2 separate regions of the Mus musculus genome follow, and region 1 is linked to region 2. The links are chromatin contacts, called in public promoter capture Hi-C maps. All regions are on one chromosome and are shown on one strand. The core of a region is the stretch at or near the end of the contact, and the rest is flanking DNA. Distances in the headings are between cores, read along the strand shown.

The links. Promoter capture Hi-C pulls out the DNA fragments that hold promoters and counts their contacts.
Region 1: a promoter capture Hi-C map of embryonic stem cells shows a contact between it and region 2, with 2.3 times the contacts expected there. The contact joins the promoter of Iqsec3 here to the promoter of Tuba8 in region 2. A contact is called at or near these places in 1 of 39 promoter capture datasets (embryonic stem cells) and 1 of 115 datasets of contacts at active chromatin or transcription factors (SST interneurons).

What each region holds. Positions count from the first base shown.
Region 1 is chr6:121,472,175-121,475,106 of GRCm38.p6, forward strand. It overlaps Iqsec3 (IQ motif and Sec7 domain 3), which reads right to left and starts at 1,504. Exons shown (of 14, transcript NM_001033354.3): 1 at 851-1,504. The coding sequence starts at 1,389.
Region 2 is chr6:121,209,185-121,212,319 of GRCm38.p6, forward strand. It overlaps Tuba8 (tubulin, alpha 8), which reads left to right and starts at 1,550. Exons shown (of 5, transcript NM_017379.2): 1 at 1,550-1,652. The coding sequence starts at 1,650.

The DNA.
Region 1 (2,932 bases), core at 254-2,753, 260 kb after region 2:
GAAACTGCTTTCCAGCTGTCTCTGATCTCATTGTTCTCTTCCCATGATTTGAACCCAGATAAGCTTCTGAGTCAGTGGAGAGCTCCAGCCAGGTGAGTCCTCAAGCTGAAACAGAGACATCCAGGAGTCTGGAGGGTTGTTTCTGCGTATGCCTTGGCACTATAGAGGCTCAGCATAAAGATGTTCACTTGGGTCAGAAGGGAGAAAGCTTTCCCAAGTGAGCCACTCCTGGCTCTGACTCCCACTGCATCAGATAAAGAGCCAGCTCCTTCCCCTGGGCAGCGCTGTCTCCCACCATTCATCTTCCTGTATCCAGCTCCCCTGCCTGTTCCCGTTCCCCCCCCACCTCCTGTCCTTTGCTTTATCCTACCCACTCTAATCCTTGCTGCTGGACCCCAGCCCCTATAAAGCGCTTAAACTTCCTGATCAAGTCTGTTTTGGTGTCTCACTCTTTATTTAAACAGTTGTACTATGCAAACTCACTTCCGAATTTTTCCTAGCTTAAATCCTTCAATGGTCCCCTGCTTTGGCTTAATTTTTTTGCCCCCAACTTCCTCCCAATTTTATCTCCCTTAATTTCTGGAAGTTATCATTATCCCCAACCAGTTAAAGCCCATTCCTCTCATTTTTTGCTCCAAAGATGGTCCAAATACTTCCTTTGGCTCCAACCACCACAGACCTTCCAACGCGGATCTCAAGCCCTCCTTTGCGGGACTCTCCTTGACACATTTTTTTACCCAAGGCATTTTTGCCCGCTTCACTTCACAGTGCTCAAGTCCTTCACTCTTACACACAGATTTCCCATTTCCTCACACCCACTTGCTTCTCCCACCTCCTTGTCCCCACTCACTCGGGTCTCCTGCTCAGGACGCCCTTGCCGAGGGCGGCGGGGGATGCGTGTTGAAGCAGGGCTCCCGCGGCAGCACAACAACTCGAGGGACGCTCCTTCTCCTTGTCAGCTATGGCCCCGGGTGCCACCGGGTGCTGGTGGGGCGACTGAGGAGTCTGAACCCTGCTGCTGGGTGCAGGTTGGGGCTGCGCCAGGAGCTGACCGTGGTGCTGAAGCGGCGGCTCCGGTGAAGCGGGTATGAGCTGTCCGTGGTCCTGAAGCGGTTCCTGGGCCGCAGCGGCGGCCGGAGCAGTGACTGCAGGAGCAGGCAGTGGGGCAGACGGCGGCGGGGGAACCAGCCCAGGCGGAGGCTGGGCTTGCAGCAACTGCTGGTGTTCCCACAGGCTGCGGTTCTCCGCGCTCAGCTCGTCTAGACGCCGCTCCAGCTCATCGATGCGCTGGCGCTGGGTATGGATGAGGCTTTGCTGGTTCTGCACGATGGCCGTGAGCTCCTTGAGGTAGAGCACGGCGCGCACCGGGTTCTCCAGCAGGCTCTCCATGCCGCCCGCCGCCGCCTGCGCCCTGCCTGCGCCTAGGCGGGCGGCGGGGAGCGTGAGCGCGCAGGAGCCCAGCAGCCCAGCAGCTCTGGCGGTCGGTGGCCTCCCTCCCTCTCTCTCCCTCCCCTTCCCGCCGTCGCCTGCGCGTCACCGCCACACAGGCATTCGCACACGCACTGAGGGGCGGACCGGCGCCAGGGCCCACCTCCCACCTCTGGGCTTCGTGAGGAACCCTGCTTCCCGCGGGGGCGTAGGAGAGGCGGGTGGGGATGGGGAGCAGAGGGGAAGAGGCTGGGTCGAGCAAAATACTCTATGAAAATCCAGGATGGAGATCAGTCCTACCAGGGAAGAAGGAAGAGCCAACCCAAGCAGAAGCGCTGGGAAAGTGCTATAGAACTAAGACAAAAAGGAAGCCGCCAGAGAAAGATGAAGAATAAAGGAAGCTGCCAAAGACATAGAGAAGTACAGGCACCCAGCTCTAAAAGGTCACAGTCACGTTTTCCTGTATCTAGGCACCTCAGAGGCAGGGCCCATTTTTAAGACCTTCTAGGGAGGAGACACACCTGCCTTTTTGATGCTCAACAATTTGCTCTGTAGGATGTCCGTGAACAGTTATGAGACCCTAGAGAACAAGGCGTGTGTCTGTTGCTTAGTTCTGGCGGGGGTAAGTTAAGGCAGGAAGGCTGCACATGCAGGGATTTTTCTCTGGAAATGAGATCTCATGGCTCTTTGGACCTCTCTGACAGGAACAGAAACCAAATAGAACCTCTGAGGTTCCCGCTTCCAGAACCTTCTGAAGCAACCATTCTTTTTGACAGTTAGGAAGCACATGCAATTAGTAAATACTGGACTAGGAGATGATATAATAAAAACTACCAGGATGGATTTGTTGGCTTCTTGTAGCTTATAAGCAGTGGATCAAAGACTTAATAATTAATTTTGAAAGGTGGGAGTAAGACAGAGCTGTGATCAGAGTGTTGTAGGAGTCACCAGTCTGGGGATCTCCGGAATGCTTCTTGGAAGAATTAACATTTGAGGAGGGAGGGGTTTTCCTGGAAGCTCAGAGACATGAATCAACATGGAATTATCTGTTAATTTTTCAGTTTTTGCACATAACATCCACTAGATGCAGCATTATACTAGGTCAGCCAGGAGGAAAATTAAGGCAGGAAGGCTGCTAGGGCTAGATTTTTCTCTAGAAATGAGGTCTCAGGGTATTTGGAGTAATAATTCATATGCAACAGTGTGCGCTCATTCTGACTACACAGCTCCGTGGATTTTGACAGTATACACCCGATCGCTCATCACTACAAACAAAAAAACTGTTACGTGTAATAAGCACCCCTCTGCTCTGTTCAACTTCTTGTCCCCAGCCCCAGCTAAGCACTCATCTGCTTCCTCTAAACACACATTAGTTTTGCCTGTTGTGGAATCTAATATTAACGAAGTCACATAATGTATACTTGCTTGTGTCTGATATGTATGTGGTCCCTCCATTCCGTTACAAATACCATTAATTTCTTTTTTATTTTGGAGTGGTATCAAC
Region 2 (3,135 bases), core at 300-2,799:
CCTCCAGAGTGGTGGAATTAAAGGTGTCTACCGCCATCTGACTGAGTCTCCAATTTTAAGCTATTACAGTATAAGACTGTGACCTACCTGGGTCCTTCCTCTGTGTGGGCACTGTGATGCTGCTGGCCCAGCACTTTGTCCCCAGAACTCTTCATGTGTGTTACAGCAGTGGAGGCAGTTTATCTGGAGTCCTTGGGGTAGGCAGTTCCAGCTTGGAGGCCGTGTATCAGTGGGAAGTGTTTTCAGTACTTTCTCACATGCAAAGATGATTAAAACATGTATCCTCTCCTCAAGAAACTCATAGACAAATACATGAAAGGTGAGCCAACAGAATAAACTACTACCTAGATAAGTTTTACTCTGCTGCTTCCTGAGCACAGAAGCAAAGGTGTGTCTTCATCTATGTTTGGAAACAGAGCCAACATCTGGCCACAGCAGCTCCACCTACATCTTGAAGAACTCTTAACTTCCCACAGTGACTTGTGTGGTGGGAAGTTGCCAGAGAAAAGAGGGAGGGAAGAAAAGCTGGGTTATATCTCTTAAGTATGAAGTGGCCCTTGATAGGGAATTCCATGTCGCAGTTCAGGTGTAAGAACCATCCAACCCCAACCGACTTGGAGACAAAGGGACTTGTGGAGCCTGTTAGTAATGTGGGCAACTAGAGAGGCTCTTAAGCTGAGCATGGTAGCACACACTTTGGAAGCAGAGGCAGGTGGGTGGAGCTCTGTGAGTTCCAGGCCAGCTTGGTTTACAAAGCAAGTTCCAGGACAGCCAGGGTTACAGGCTAGGTGAGCCCCTATCCTCACCCAACTAGATGGAGGGTGAAGAAATCCTTTGCTCTTCAGTGTCATCTGTGGCCACTAAGAGGAGGTCCTAACAGGGCAGAGGCAGTGAGAACCCTGATGTTCTGGGGTACATGCAAAGTGACACATTTGGGGATTACGTAGGAAAGGCTCTTGTAGGAGTGGGTCAGGAGGAGAGACTTGAGAATCATGGAGATATTCTGAGAGTATTTAAAATAGTGCTGAATCCCTGAATCTACTATGGAGGGCTTGCAGCAGATGCAGATGCAGATGCAGAGGCATACCATCTTCTGACTTCTCCAGTAACCAGGCAGGCAGTGGTGGAAGCAGAAGCGTGGGCTCTGACCACGGGCTGGTCTGATCCTGCAGGCTCTCCTGGACTGAGGTGACCGGCTAACAGATTAGTGTCTTCCCACCACACCAGCCAGTGTTGGCAGCAGGACGACTATGAACATTTGGGGGGAGAAACAAGCATTTGTTTTGGAGTATTTTTCCACTGCTTTCCAGTGGCCTCGGAGTGGATGCGGGGTTTGTATGCACACGTGTGTTGCGGTCACAGGACTGCTTCCTGGACTGCAAGGCTCAGGAGCTCAGTGGCAGCTCCGGGCATGAGAAGCAGCCAGGCTGGACTAGGGAGCCTCTGGTGGGAGGGGAGGTGCCATTGTGACCTACCCAGGTCCCTCCCCTCCGCGGGCACTGTGATGCTGCAGGGCAACTGCTGGCCCAGCATGTCTGTCTCAGGCCCCCTCCCTCGCAGTGTGTCACAACCGCGGAGGCGGCCGTATCTGGAGCAGTTGGGGTGGGCAGGCCCAGCTGGGAGGCGAGCGGGCGAAGAGAGCGGCCACGATGGTGAGACTTCCCCGCCCGGGCTGGCCCCGGACGCGCGCAGGTGCCGGGGAGAGAGCTGCGGGGCCACGGGGTAGCTGTGGGGTGGCTTTGGATCTACTGGGCTCCAAGTCTCCTGGAGGGTCTGTGGGTCAGTTCAGGGTCAAGGGTCTTGTTTCCCAGGGGTGAGAATATTTTGTAGAGAATGTAGAGAGCAGGGGCTATTGGATCCTTAAAGGGACCTAAGACCGATCTGCGCTCGCTAAAGAGAGGAGGGCGAACCTGGAGAGCTCGGTGGAGAGATACGTTAGAATCTGGGGGAGTAGCCACTCGTGGACCAGAGTGAGAAGAAATGGGATGCCGAGGGATTCTGGACAGGTGGTCTGGACCTGGGTGGCCTGGGGGAGTAGTCTCCAAACCTAATCAAAAGTGGCACGTTCCCGGGGTCATTCTCCACCCTCATCACCCGGCCATCGGCTATCGGCTTGGGTTTAGGGCAACTTCAATTCGAGCTGGGTGTTATGGACCCAAGACGTTTCCCAGGTGCCTGTCACCAGTGCTGGCTCCTCGGCCATCGGCTTGGGTTTGGGGCACCCTCAGTTTCAGCTGGGTCCAAACCAGCTTCGCAAGCGCCTGGCGCTGGAGCAGGCTCCTCACCTTTCCCGGCGGTCAAAGTCAAAAAGACTTTGGGACTCAGAAGTTTGGGACCCAGATACCAGGGGACCTAAGCCGTTTCATTTTATTTTCTATTCTGGCTTCCAGGCAGCAACTCTTCTTCATTAGTTGCTGTCTCCACTAGCGGCTGCTACCTTCACAGCCCCTCAGAGCGAGCTTTACAGCATCTCTGCCAAAGCCCCTGGGAAGCTCCCCTGCGGGGGACTAACGTTGGCCTCAATCATTGCTCTCCCGCCCCCCTCCCCCCACGCCAGGAAGCCCTGGTGTGTCCGCAGTGAAGTGGGACAGAAAGGTTAGAGTGGAGAGGGGTGGGCAGAATAAGAGTATCTCACAGGCCAAGGTCAGGTTCTCTGAGCCACTTGCTCTGGTGTCAGTGACAGAACAGCCAGGCCAGAACCTTCCTTCTCTCCTCCCCACCTCTTTTCTCCCTCCCCCATCCCCTCCGCCCTCCTTTTCCCCTCCTCCTGCCACCCCTCCTCCTCCCCTCTGGCTGTTCATTTGGGAGATTGCCCAAGACTTTCTGGCGCTGGCTCTCCTGTCAGCCCTACCTCTAAGCCTATCCTATCACTCGCCAAGCATGCTTCCAGACACACCTGGGATCTTGAAGAATTTGACAACGCAGGAGAGAGTGACCAGAGGAAACCACTTGTGCTCAGGTCCTAGGTGTGGGACCGTAGGAGGAGTTCAGATTCGGGCACTTGGCAATGTGGCTAGCACTTCGGGAAGGTCATCAAACTTCTCTTGGCTGGCTTTTCACATCTACAAAACGAGGGGGGGGGCTTACTTCAAACTTCCAAGGCTCTACATAGATTTTATTATTTTTAGGCTTTTT